Regions from separate parts of the Capsicum annuum genome. Here region 1 is linked to region 2. A link is a contact called in public Hi-C data. All regions are on one chromosome and are shown on one strand. Each heading gives the region's core, a stretch centred on a gene start, on an enhancer-like site or on the middle of the called end of the contact. The rest is flanking DNA. Distances are from core to core; before and after follow the strand shown. Region 1 overlaps LOC107873196 (serine/threonine-protein phosphatase PP1 isozyme 2). Region 2 holds the start of LOC107874983 (RING-H2 finger protein ATL16).

Region 1 (6,796 bases), core at 798-3,297, 380 kb before region 2:
CACGGGCAAGAGTTGACTCTACCACATTATATTTTTATTTATGAGATGTTCTACGACTATTACATTATGTTTTCATTTATGAGATGTTCTACAACTATTGCCTTAGAGGCAAGACTTGACTCAAGGATTTTCAAACTACAAATTATGTCCCACGGCAAGAGTTAACTCTACCATGTTATATTTTCATTTATGAGATGTTCTATAACTATTGCCTTAGAGGCAAGACTTGGATCAAAGATTTTAAAACTACAAATTATGCCCTATGGGCAAGAGTTAACTCTACCACGTAATATTTTCACTTATGAGATGTTCTACAACTATTGTCTTAAAGGCAAGACTTGACTCAATGACTTTCAAACTACAAATTATGTCCCACAGACAAGAGTTGACTTTACCATGTTATGTTTTTATTTATGAGATGTTCTACAACTATTGCCTTAGAGACAATACTTAATTAGCTCAAGGACTTTCAAACTACAAATTATACCCCACGGGCAAAAGTTGACTCTACCACGTTATATTTTCATTTATGAGATGTTCTACAACTATTGTCTTAGAGGTAAGACTTAGCTTAAGGACTTTCAAACTACAAATTATGTCCCACGGGCAAGAGTTGACACTACCACGTTATGTCTTTGTTTATGAGATGTTTTACAACTCTTGCCTTAGAGACAAGACTTAGTTCAAGGACTTCCAAATAATAAATTATGCCCCACGGGTAAGAGTTGACGCTACCACGTTATGTCTTCATTTATGGGATGTTTTACAACTCTTGCCTTAGAGGCAAGACTTTGCTCAAGGACTTTCAAATAATAAATTATGCCCACGGGCAAGAGTTGACACTACGATATTATGTCTTTATTTATGAGTTATTCTACAACTCTCGCCTTCGAGACACAACTTATCTCAAGAATTTCGTAATAACAATTCACGCCCTTAAATTTGCTTTGATGTCAAAAAAAGAAAATTCCTTTGTGGATTATCCAATTTTTTTATTAGCAAAATATAATAGAAGTTGAGAAAATAGAAAAAAGCGATCAAACAATATAAAGAAATAAAAAAAAGATTGTGAAAAAAAAGGAAAGAAAAAAACATAAAGATCAAGAAAAAAATGAAGAATTAAAAAAATTGAGAAAAATAAAAATGAGTGAAAAAATAAAAATAAAGCTTGAAAAAAATGAGGAAAAAAAAGAGAACTGAAAAAAGAAAAAACGATCAAACAAAATAGAGAAATAAAAAAAAAGAGTGAGAAAAAAAGGCAAGAAAAAAAATAAAGATTAAGAAAAAAATGAAGAATTAAAAAATTTGAGAAAATAAAAAATAAGCGGAAAAAATAAAAATAAAGTTTGAGAAAAATGAGAAAAAAAAGAGAACTGATAAAAATTAAAAATAAAAGAAAAATAAAGGTTAAAGACAAATGAATTAAAAAAAAAAAGAAAATAAATAATGCTTGAGAAAAAAGAAAAAAAAAATAAAGTTTGAGACAAATGAATTAAAAATAAAAATAAAATTAAAGAAAAAAAATAAAAAGTGAAAAAAATAAAATTAAAGAAAAAAAAAAAAAATAGAATAATAACTTAAAGGAAAAAATAAAAAGTAAAAATAATAAAAAATAAAATTTGAGAGACAAATAAGTATGGAAAGTTTTAAAAATATATTTGAGGTGTAGAGGAATAAAATGGTACGTGTACTATACTTAAAAAGTAAGGAAAATTATTGTTTAAAAATATTTATTATTGAAATCAAATATCTAAAGTCACCCATATTTGAGTCTATCACATGCAATTTTCTGAAAAGAAATAAATAAAAGGGGGCCCATTTGAAGAGGTTTTAAAAGCGCCATGCACCAGAAATTTTGTTTTCATTGGATATATATATTTGGAAAAAGTTGTTTTGAGTGCCTTCTGGTGTAAACAAATGGTTTAGGAAAATGTTTGGTCATTTTCATATTTGAGAAAAATGAGAGAGAGAGAGAGGATTTAGGTAGAAGGACAAAGTGAGGTACAAAAGCAAGGACAACGACACAGGAAAAGCAGATATTGACACAAACTTTGGCTGATGTATACCAACTTGAACATTTACATGTGCAACAGCATTAATTGCTGGACCAGTACAGTCTTCTTGTTATATTCCATACATTTTATACACCGATATTTGGTTAGGGGATAATCTTTGAATTGATTGGTAAAGTTGTTGAAGTGTGGCTTGGAGGTCACCTATTTAAGTCGTAAAATTAACCTCTTGCAGAAATACAAAATAAGAATGTGTATAACAAATTTTTATAGTTCGATCCTTTTCAAAACTCTATACATAGCGGAACAATTTTTAGTGTGCCAGACTACTGTTTTTGTTACAGTGAAATTTGAATGAGCAAAGAACGGAATTTTAGCTTGTTCGTAGTTTGTAATCATTTTGGCGTATACTTCGTAAGCGTTTGGATATTAACTGAGTAATATTTAGAAATTGAAATTATATTTAAGCATGTATTTTACTTGAAAAGAAGTTAACATTGTGTGCGGAAAAAAGTCACTTGCAAAATTAGCACATGGAAAACTCATCTTCAAAAACAAACCACGTTCTAATATATCGCCAAATGTATAATATGCACATGATTATACACAAATTATACAATGATTATTTTATATACTGCACGTTAAACAAAATTTGTAAAGAAAAATATCAGGGTTATTCTGTTAGGCTTCGTTGAACCATTAAATAGTATAAAGTGCCCTTTTTATATGCACTTGGGGTTTTGAACATGAAGTCACTTTTCTATAGCTAGAAAGTTAAATTACTCAAGATAAAATGAAAATTGTAAAGCCAAAAAATTTTCAAATATACAAGGTATCATCCTTTCTAAGTAGACTAAAAAAAAAGAGCAAAGAATGCATATATATAAAATAAAAAAGCACAGCAGGAGTACACATCTTTTACCTCTAACCTTCAAACAATAACAGGATATTTGCATAAGGGCTTCCTTGTTACAGCATGATTAGCCAATAGCCATAATTAAGATTGCCAAAAAGGGAAAGTAAGATGATTAAAGACCGTTGGACACTTTGGAAACTGAACTTATGTTATTTGACTTGCACAAAGAAATGTTATTGGTTATCGACATGGAGTTATTGGATTAACAGTTTTCAAACGATTTTGTAATTTTTCTTTTGTTGGCTATCATTTCAATTCTTGGTTCTAAGGTTTAAAGTTAAGGGTTAATCGACAATTTAATACGACTATACAAAAATTAACCTTTTATCCCCAATGAACTAAGCCAAAAACCCAACCATTAAAGACCAAAAATCGATAACAGATATTTTATTCGTTTAGGGGGTTTACAAACCGGAAATCGATAAAATGAACTGACAACATACAAAATCGAACCGACATATGAACACCCCTACATGTAGCAAAAAAAGACCTATATCCTAAGAAAGAAAAACAATCCTACGAAGTTATTCAAGATGGATGATTTTTCATATACCTGCAGGTTCAATGTTAGCTTAACAATGTTGTGGTTAGTTTAACCAAATCCAACCGTAAATCGAATCAAACCGATTAAAAAAAATAGACGTTTGATTTGGTTTAGTTAGGTTTGATTTTAAATTTTAAAAAATCGCTATTTGATTTGGTTATGGTTTTACTTAAAAAAAACCGTGAAAATAATCAAATCGATCCGATAAATTTTATATATATATGTATATATATTATAATTATTTACATATAATTTATAAATAAAATATAAATATTTTATTAAATTTAATCTTAAACTAAATTTTAATTTATGTCTAGCCCAATCAATACTTTAACCCAATTGCCCAAAGCCCCAAACCCAAGTCCAACTCTACCTACTATTACTAATAAGTTAACCTTGCGGTCTCTACCTCATTTTTTCGACTTCAGCTTTCACAATACGTAGTACATCAACTGCAGCTTCTTTTGTTCTTCATTGAAAGGAAGCACCGCATTAACTTCTGTTGTTCTTCATAGAACACAAACGATAAAAAAATTTCTTTTCAGTTTTTCATCTCACAAGGAAAAGCAATAATAAAGATTAAAGCTTGGGGAGTGAAAACTTTAAATACAAGATTATTAAAGCTTGGGAAGGTAATTTTTAGCTTTTTATTCTAGCTACCTTAGCTAATTTTAATTTTATACAAAAATTTAGAAGAGTGCATGACATGCAATTAGTTTTTTTAAATGATTTTTCTTCTGTTTCCTGTCATTTATACCTTTAATTATGAGCAACTGTATAAATCATTATCGTTCTTTTGTTAGTTGTTTGAGAGCAGTGGATTATGCACAAGTGAACTAAATTTGGGAGAGGGGCTCTTATAGTCCTAGGCTAAGAGTTACTAAGTGAAGGAATTTTCCCTCTCGTTTGTTTTGCGTTGATGGTCCATGCAACTGCAAGTGTTTCACTTTCTTCCTGCTGATTATACTTGTGCCATGTTTTCTAGAGTCTCGGCTAGCTCAGATATTATAATATTTTCTTGTTTAGTTTCTTAACCCCCTATATTTTGTTTACATTCACTTTCGTAGTGTATTCTTCTCTTCATTTTTTGTGGAATGTTTTTAGTGATTAAATCTAATTCTATTCTATAGTAAAATCCCCAAGTTTCATGGAATGAAACTTTAGCCAAGCAATGGTGCAAAGGGGGTTTATTAAATGTTACTGAATTTTTATCGATGTATGGTTTGTGAATAACCCAAGAGAGATGACATGAATGATGACTGAAACTGTAATCCATACGCTGCTTCATCTTCGGTCACATAAACAAAGAATCTTTCAACGAGTTACCATGGTCCCTGGTTCAAATGACAGTTTTATGTCTCCTTGTTTATTCAATCTTTTCCCTATACGATTAGCTCACCTCGCTAGTCTATAAAGTAAACAGATAATTCAAATTTGTCCAACTCAGTCTCTTCGTGCAATACATTGCAACAGAATACAAAGCTCTATTTTACAATGTACATGTATGTGTTTGTATGTTGTTAGATAATCTTAGTGCCTACAATACAAAGCTAATGCTTTTCATCTCAATGTTTGTTGGTTTTGTTTAATGTGTTTGTTATGATTTTTAAGAGTTTATAGTGTCATTTGTCCATCACTGTACAAATATTTCATGAGAAATTGTTCAATTTGATACTCTTTTCTATGAAGTAAAAAAAGGAGTTTATTCTAGAGATGGTTGAAGTAGGCTAGTCAATAATCGAAAAAATCGAAAAACCAAATCAAACCAACAAGAACCAAACCGACGGTTATTTTCTTTTTAAGGTTTGATTTGATTTTAGAAATTCAAAAACCAACTAAATTGATTTTGGTTATGGTTTTAACCACTAATCGATCCAAACCAAACAACTGTTCGAGAAAAAAAAGTTAAATCCAAGGAGCAGCTTAACTATACAGAAGATTGAACAACTAAAAGAGACACATCAGCAGCAAAGGAAAACAGATATTCAGGACTTTTTAACACAAAAGGGCAACATTTGTCCCCTGTATCTGACTACACCAAAAAAGTTGTGAATAAAAGACCAAAAGAGTTGGAAAATCTATTTGCAGGTGAATCGTAGAGCTTTGCATCACTGGATGGGTTTTATATTATACATGACAAATCAAAATTATTAGAGATTTCCTGATTCGAATCTCAGGAAGGTATCTTCTTCTCTTCTGGAGTGCTCCCAAACCCGAGCCTCCGTCTGCATATACTTGAGGGTAAGGGAGGTAGTTGATATCGATACTGGGTTGGTTCATCTCATCCAATTTTACCAAGAAATGACTGTAATGGAATTTAGATATCAGTGTTAAAGTGGAACGAAGAGGGACAACACATCAGATACATTAAGCGACCATCATGAGTGTGAACAAAAATCCATTAGTACTGTTAAAAAAAAAGAAGCAAAACATAACCAAGATTCACAACGATTTATCTAGAAGAGAACAATAACAATCAGACTGACTCAACTACTAGTAACTGCACTACTACTAGAAGAAACATCTATATAATTGATTACCCATTAAGAGTAGGTAACCAGTTCCGATCCTTGACAGAGTTACACATCTAAGATCATGAGACATGCAATGAGAACAAGAAAAAGTGAATACACTGATTATAGTCCAAAAATAACCTATACCATGAGCTTTGATGCTACAGTATTGACTAAATGTGAATAAGAATGCAAGTCATACCCAACAATAAGGAAGCAGGGAAACAGAAGATAGAGGAAGTTTCTGGCAGAAAGAACTTCAAGGGATTCTAATTAGGTTTATGTGTCAATGAATTAAGACAGTTCCTGCATCCAACTGCAGGCATTCTCTTGAATACTGATCATAATTTGATTTTTTATGAACAATAACACTACACCTTTTACATTTTGATGGTTCTTGTATCAGATAATCGAAATGGGCAGAAGCAGGCTATAAGTTCCCCTTCAAAATTTCACCAAATGAAGAAACTAAAAAGTTATTGGAATTAGTTCAAATGGATATTGATAGTTTTGCCTAATGAGATTTAATCAGTATTTATATTTATTTTTCTTCCTAATGATAGACAACGGAAGGATAGTTTTGTCTTATGAGATTCTGACCACTATTTTTATTTCTCCTGAAGGAAGCACTACAGAAGGAACTGAGAGAAAAGGGGCTCAAGCTTAGGTTATCTAGTACCAAAATGCTCTCTCTTTTACCTCCGCACTTGGAATAGATGGCAGGTTGTTTAAGTAATTGTTAAATAAAACATGCATACCACTTGGATCGAGAAGTAAAATTGGCCTCTGGCATATATGTTTACCTTCGGTT
Region 2 (6,438 bases), core at 3,909-6,408:
AGTTCAAAGACGCCATCGCTTACTTGAGGCTCATTTTCTAAGAGAAACATTACAAAATCCGATCCAAACGAAGTTGACATTCTTTGACATGTACTGTATCTTGGATTCTCATCAGTATGTACATTCTCACTTGGTTCATCTCGAGGTCATTTAGACCCTCCACTAGACTGTTCAAGTCTAGTTTTATATAGGTAAATATTTTTAAAGAATTCAACATTATCTGATTTAATTATCGTATTTTCATTATTATTCGGATGTTCGAATTTATGAACCAAAAACCGACATGCTTTACTACTTTTAGCATATCGTATGAACACGCAGTCCACCATCTTAGGTCTTATCTTAACCCTTTTAGGCATAGGAACTTGGACCTTTGCTAGATACCCCCATACTTTGAAATATTTCAAGTTGGGTTTCCTTCCTTTTCATTTTTCATAAGGAATTGATTGTGTCTTACTATGAAAAACTCTATTGAGTATTTGGTTGGCTGTAAGGATAGCCTCCCCCACAAGCTTTGCGGTAAACCTGAACTTATAAGTAAGACATTTATCATTTTCTTTAAAATTTGGTTTTTCCTTTCCACAATTCCATTAGATTGAGGTGAATATGGGGCCATAGTTTGATGGATAATTCCATTCTCTACATACATTCCGGTGAAGGGAGATTCATATTCTCCACCCTTACCACTTCTTATCGTTTTTATCTTTTTCTCTAACTAATTTTCAACTTCAGTTTTGTATTGCCTAAATGCATATATTGCTTTATCCTTACTATTTAGCAAATAAACATAACAATATCTTATGCAATCGTCGATAAAAGTTATGAAACACTTTTTCCCACCACGTGATGGTGTTGACTTCATATCACAAATGTCTGTGTGTATTAAGTCTAAGGGATTGAAATTCCTTTCAACAGACTTATAAGGATGCTTTGCATACTTTGATTCCACACACGTTTGACACTTTAATTTATTGCACTCAAAGTTTGGCAAAACGTCTAAGTTAATCAGTTTTCGTAATGTTTTATAATTAACATGGCCTAAAAGTTCATACCACAAATCATAAAACTTAAGCAAGTAAGAAGAAATTGAACCTTTTATTAATTTCAACATTCATTACATTCATTACATTCATTTTGAATAGGCCCTCATTGAGGTAGCCTTTTCCTACATACACTTCTCCTTTACTAAGTATAATTTTTCTGAAAAAAATACACATTTGAATCCATTTTTGTCTAGAAGTGAAACTGAAATCAAGTTCTTTCATAACTCCGGAACATACAAGACATTGTTAAGTGTCAACACTTTGTCGGAAGTCATCTTCAAGCACACTTTTTCTGTTCCTTCTAATTTTACAGTAGCAGAGTTTTCCACATAGATCTTTTCTTCTACTTGATCCAGAGCGAACATCAAAAACAACTCCTTGTTGGCACAAAAATGGCGGGTGGCACCAGAATCCATCCATAATTTGTGAGGATTTCCCACCATGTTGCATTCGAAAAGCATAGCACACAGATCATCCATTTCTTTCTTAGACTCAGCCAAATTTGCTTGGTCCTTCTTCTTCTCTTTCTTTGGGGCACGATAATTTATAGACTTGTGGTGAATCTTTCCACAGTTGAAGCACTTCCCCTTGAATTTATTCTTAGGTTAATTGCTTTCATTTCCATCTTTCTTTCACTTTTTGGAGTTGTTTTGGTCATCTTTTACAATGTTTTTTCCATTCATTGCAAAATTGCCTCTTGACCTTCTTTCTATAGCCTTACTATCTTCTTCAATGCGTAGTAGTACAATCAGATCTTTGACTGACATCTCCTTGCGTTTGTGTTTCAAATTGTTCTTGAAGTCTTTCCACATTAGTGGTGGCTTCTCTATTATTGCTGCTACTTGAAATGCTTCATTCATAATCTAGCCTTCTGCTAAGAGATCATGGATGATCCCTTGAAGTTCCTCTACTTGGAAAACAATAGACTTGTTGTCTACCATTCTATCCTTTAGGAATCTTGCAACAAAGAACTTTTTAGTTCCTGCATCCTCCATCTTGTACTTCCGTTCTAGCACTCCCCATAACTCTTTCGATGTCTTTGTTCCACTGTACACATTGTAAAGGTTATCTTGCAGACCACTCAAGATGTAATTCCTGCAAAGGAAATCTGAGTATTTCCAAGCCTCCACAATCACGAAGCAATCTTTTTCTGAGGTTCCCTTGGGCACCTCCGGAGTTTCCTCAACCATGAACCTTTGAAGACAGAGAGTGGTGAGGTAGAAGAACATTTTCTATTGCCATCTCTTAAAGTCAATACCCATGAACTTTCTGGGTTTCTCCGTTGGTGCCATCGCCGGCGGAGCATTCATGCAATTTATTATGGCAATACTAGTTGCCCCCACAGTCGTTGCAGTGTCTTGCATTTGACTATCGTTAGTCATTTTTCTGTCACAACAAGACAGTACCTTTAGTATATCAAAATACTTATTACAAAGTTGCAGTAACTTTAAACACTTCTTGTTTCTAGTTTAACGATAAAGTTTTTATAACTTCCAATCATCAACCGAGTGATCTTTAACTTGTGATGAAGATTTTATGTCTTCAAATCACTAGTTACGTTCAAACGGAGTAGAAATATTAAAGTTTTAATCTCCAAAAATAAGATATACAGATTCTGAAAGGGGAATTATTCCTTAAGATTGTTATTTACAACATTTCGGGTACAAGAATCTGTATATACATGCAACAATAACTTCAACACAAGTTTAATCCTAAGACTAGAACACTTATGAAGTTCCTTAACACTTTCAACACAAGATTATAAATAATCTATCCAAGAAGTACGTTAACTCAGAAATGAGATGAAATAGAATTTTAAGGCCAAGTCCCCCGACTTCATGGAGTGTCCTTAAGGAATAATTCCGCTCATTGTACCCAAGGTTATGGAATCTTCCTCCCAGGATAAAATGGCCTTCAATCCGAACAATAGCGGTACCTCAAATTGTTAGATTCTTCTAACTCACTCAACAGCTTAATGATCACATAGAGTTTTTGTATAGAAGAAGAGTGTTTTTGCTATCAAAAATCATACTGATACCTGAGGATTATATCATGTATTTATAGGCTTTGATGTATCCTTTTAAAAAGGATGTATTAGTTCAGCAGAAAGGCACCTTTTCAGCAGCAATCACGTTCCTGCGCCCAGTCTATGCTGGACATGCACCTGTTCTGCGGTCGCAGGTGACGTTTGGCATATTCCAGTAACTTCGCGCCCATAGGTCGCGTACCTACACTATGTATCAGATTTTTTAACAAGTTTCAAACAAATTTTGTCTAAAAAATTAGATCTCATCGATTGATTATTTTTCAAATCCAAGGCCGAGCGATAAAGACAACGGCACGAGGCACCACCTTGTTCTTGCCTCACTATCCATGTGGAGTTAATGTTTCTCATTATAAACACTTACAAGTTCTTCTCTCCCACCAATGTGGAAGAATTAATAGTGACCTTCCCTTTAAAAAGAGGACTTACCAATTTGAGAGTACACTTTCTCAATTGATATATCTCTTCTCTCCACCATTTTTCCTCCATTTTTCATTCACATATACACCTTGCACCCAACATACATAATTGAAACAACCTCATGAACCAAATTACAAAAATCAAATTGAGCCAAATTAATTGTAGTTCGGCATTTGGAATGCACTAATCAAAATCGATGAACATTTTAAAAGAATCCAATGTCCATCCCTCCGTTCTATACCTTATCAAGATATTATATCATAGTGCCTAAACCAATGGTACACTATGATCTTGGGATAACTAATTTGAAGTGAATTATTTCGTGCATTTTATATCAATCAAACATGAAATAAGTTCATTCTAAAATTAATCTTAAAATTAATTATTCCTTATCCCTCTTATCAAATAACTTCAAATTATTCTTCGCTACCATGGTCCAACCATTTCTAAGCCCCCGTGTGGATCTCATAAACCTCAAGCTTATTTTAATTATTTTTCGTAAATTAAAATTTAGCCCGAATTAATTAGGAAAGTTCACGGGGCTTACACAAATGACCTGCTTCTGTCTTATTCTTCAAAGAAAAAGAAGGCCAACTAAATAATTAATATAGAGAATGATCATACTTTTGGCTTTATATTGTTCAAATCATGATTACTATGGCCATACGTATAGTGTTATAGTCTATGAAGAAGAAACAAGTGTATATATATATATATATAAACGTATATTTCTATGCCAGAGCTCAAACTTTGACGGTGTGACAAACATTTTCTTTTAGTCAACAATATATAAACGTATATTTCTATGCCAGAGCTCAAACTTTGACGGTGTGACAAACATTTTCTTTTAGTCAACACTGCACATTCAAATTTGAAGTCTAATGGTAAAAGTGTGTCGCACATATTCCAGGATTCAGTTTTTCTTATTACAGATTTGACTTAACATGTTTGATTTCTGCTTTTTCTTGACAAAGGAATTCTGTATTGGGTCCCAACTGAATTTTTGTCAATCCTGAAACGTGTGCTACTTTTTTGACTACTTCAAGATTTCAAATTTGGCGGTGGGTGGCCAAGAACCCATTATGTGTGATGGATCATGTAAATTATATGTTCAGATATACCATGTTTGGGCATGGGTAGTAGGTTACTTTTTCATTTGTGGGTTGCATGTGCAATAGGAAATTTTTTTGATTTCTTCTTGATGATTAGGGACGGATTAACGTAAGTGTTTTCTTTCCAAGAGTAATCACTTTTGAAAGGCTGAATCCTTATAATGGGGTAAAAATTACAGTTGAGAACTTGAAAAGATAACTTCCCAAAAATCTGAATAGGGTCAACTCTATTGAAAGAGTTTATAATAAAGACGGTGTAAAGTGTTTTTATATTATTACGTTGTGTTATGTAATCATATTTGTCATGTCAGTGTTCAAGGCAATGAATGCTACTACTAAATATTCTAGTATAAAGGGGTAATTAGGACAAAATAATTTAAATATACACCAAATAAAAGCATCATTTTCAGAGGACTCTCGAGGTATTAACCTTATGATAATCCAAATAATAAATTACAAGTTTCTCAGTTTATGTAAGTAGAATCTAAAGAGTTAGACCTAAGAAAATGGGTAGATGGAAATTGGTATTTTATAGGTACATTTTGACGACGGTTTAAGTGTGTATCAAATGAAAATTAGTGCCAAGTGCCAACTTGTGGTATTTGTCCTTAATGATGTACAGTTTTTATAGTAATATAGATCAACTAACAAATCAATTAATTAGTAACTCATGTCCTTATTATATATGAGCTAGTAATCTGAAAAAAAGAAATAGTCCCTAACTTGTTGAGATCTAAATTACAATATCTGTTAGATTACAAATGAGACCACTTTTTTTTCTCTTATTGGATGGTGAGACAGAGTTCACCAACTATATGTCCTCTGCGTTCAGACTTCCCTCAACTCTTTACATATGTTCGTTGATTCATCTCATTTGATGTCTCCTTTGACAGTACTGCTTCTGTCATCAAAATTTGACCTTTTCTACTAACCTGATCCTTCAACACTTTTTTTTAACTTTTTACTTAGATTTGATATCTCTATTGGAGTTCGACTAAATCAAGATTTGTCTTACATTGAGGGCAAAGCGTTCTGCATACGCCACTGATCCTTCAACTCTTTTTCTCACCTACCAGTTCTTTATCATGACTTTTTTTCAGCTCCCATGACATGCTTATGTGCATATTCAAGATCCAAGCCTAACCATTTGTTCACCTTCTTTTTATCTTACACAATTTATCAAATGGAATCCATTTCTCCTATGAGAAGTCCTCCAAGTTCTTCTTCCCATGCTGGCTTCCCAATTATAGTTATCGCCATCATCGGTATATTGGCTACTGGTTTATTGCTAGTTAGTTATTACATTTTTGTAATCAAATGTTGTTTGAATTGGCACAGAATTGATCTTTTGAGGCGGTTTTCTTTCTCTAGAAGGCAGGGTGTTGAAGATCCCTTAACGGCTTACTCCCCTGCAGAGGAAAATCGGGGACTAGATGAATCGGTTATTCGATCAATCCCCATTTTCCAGTACAAGAAAAGGGAAGGAAAAGATGCAGTCTTTGGTGAGAAAACAAGAAGTTCATGTGAATGTGCTGTTTGTTTGAATGATTTTCAAGATAATGAGAAGCTAAGAATAATTCCAAGTTGTGCTCATATTTTCCACATTGATTGTATTGATGTTTGGCTTCAAAAAAATGCAAATTGTCCACTTTGTAGAACCAACATCTCATCAAATAAACTCTCAATTAGCTCCACCTCTCGAGATTTTCCAAATGACAATTTCACAGGCAGAGATGAAGATTATGTTGTCATAGAAATAGCAGAAAATAGTCCAACATTATCAGGGCATTTCTCCATTAGCCCTTCTTCAAGAAAAAAT

The links. A called contact is a pair of places that touch in the nucleus more often than the background predicts.
Region 1: a contact with region 2 is called in a Hi-C map of placenta, with 4 times the contacts expected there. The contact joins the enhancer-like site here to the promoter of LOC107874983 in region 2. A contact is called at or near these places in 2 of 5 Hi-C or Micro-C datasets (leaf and placenta).

The regions. Positions count from the first base shown.
Region 1 is chr6:140,033,287-140,040,082 of UCD10Xv1.1, reverse strand. LOC107873196 (serine/threonine-protein phosphatase PP1 isozyme 2) reads right to left here. Exons shown (of 4, transcript XM_016719944.2): 3 at 6,789-6,796; 4 at 5,412-5,777. The coding sequence ends at 5,754. Among protein-coding and RNA genes, the nearest start is that of LOC107873196, 13 kb to the right of the region's middle. Within about 2 kb of position 2,047, at least 3 of the 5 cell types and tissues checked have an H3K27ac peak or open chromatin away from gene starts, as enhancers often do.
Region 2 is chr6:139,656,265-139,662,702 of UCD10Xv1.1, reverse strand. It overlaps LOC107874983 (RING-H2 finger protein ATL16), which reads left to right and starts at 5,158. Exons shown (of 1, transcript XM_016721664.2): 1 at 5,158-6,438. The coding sequence starts at 5,725.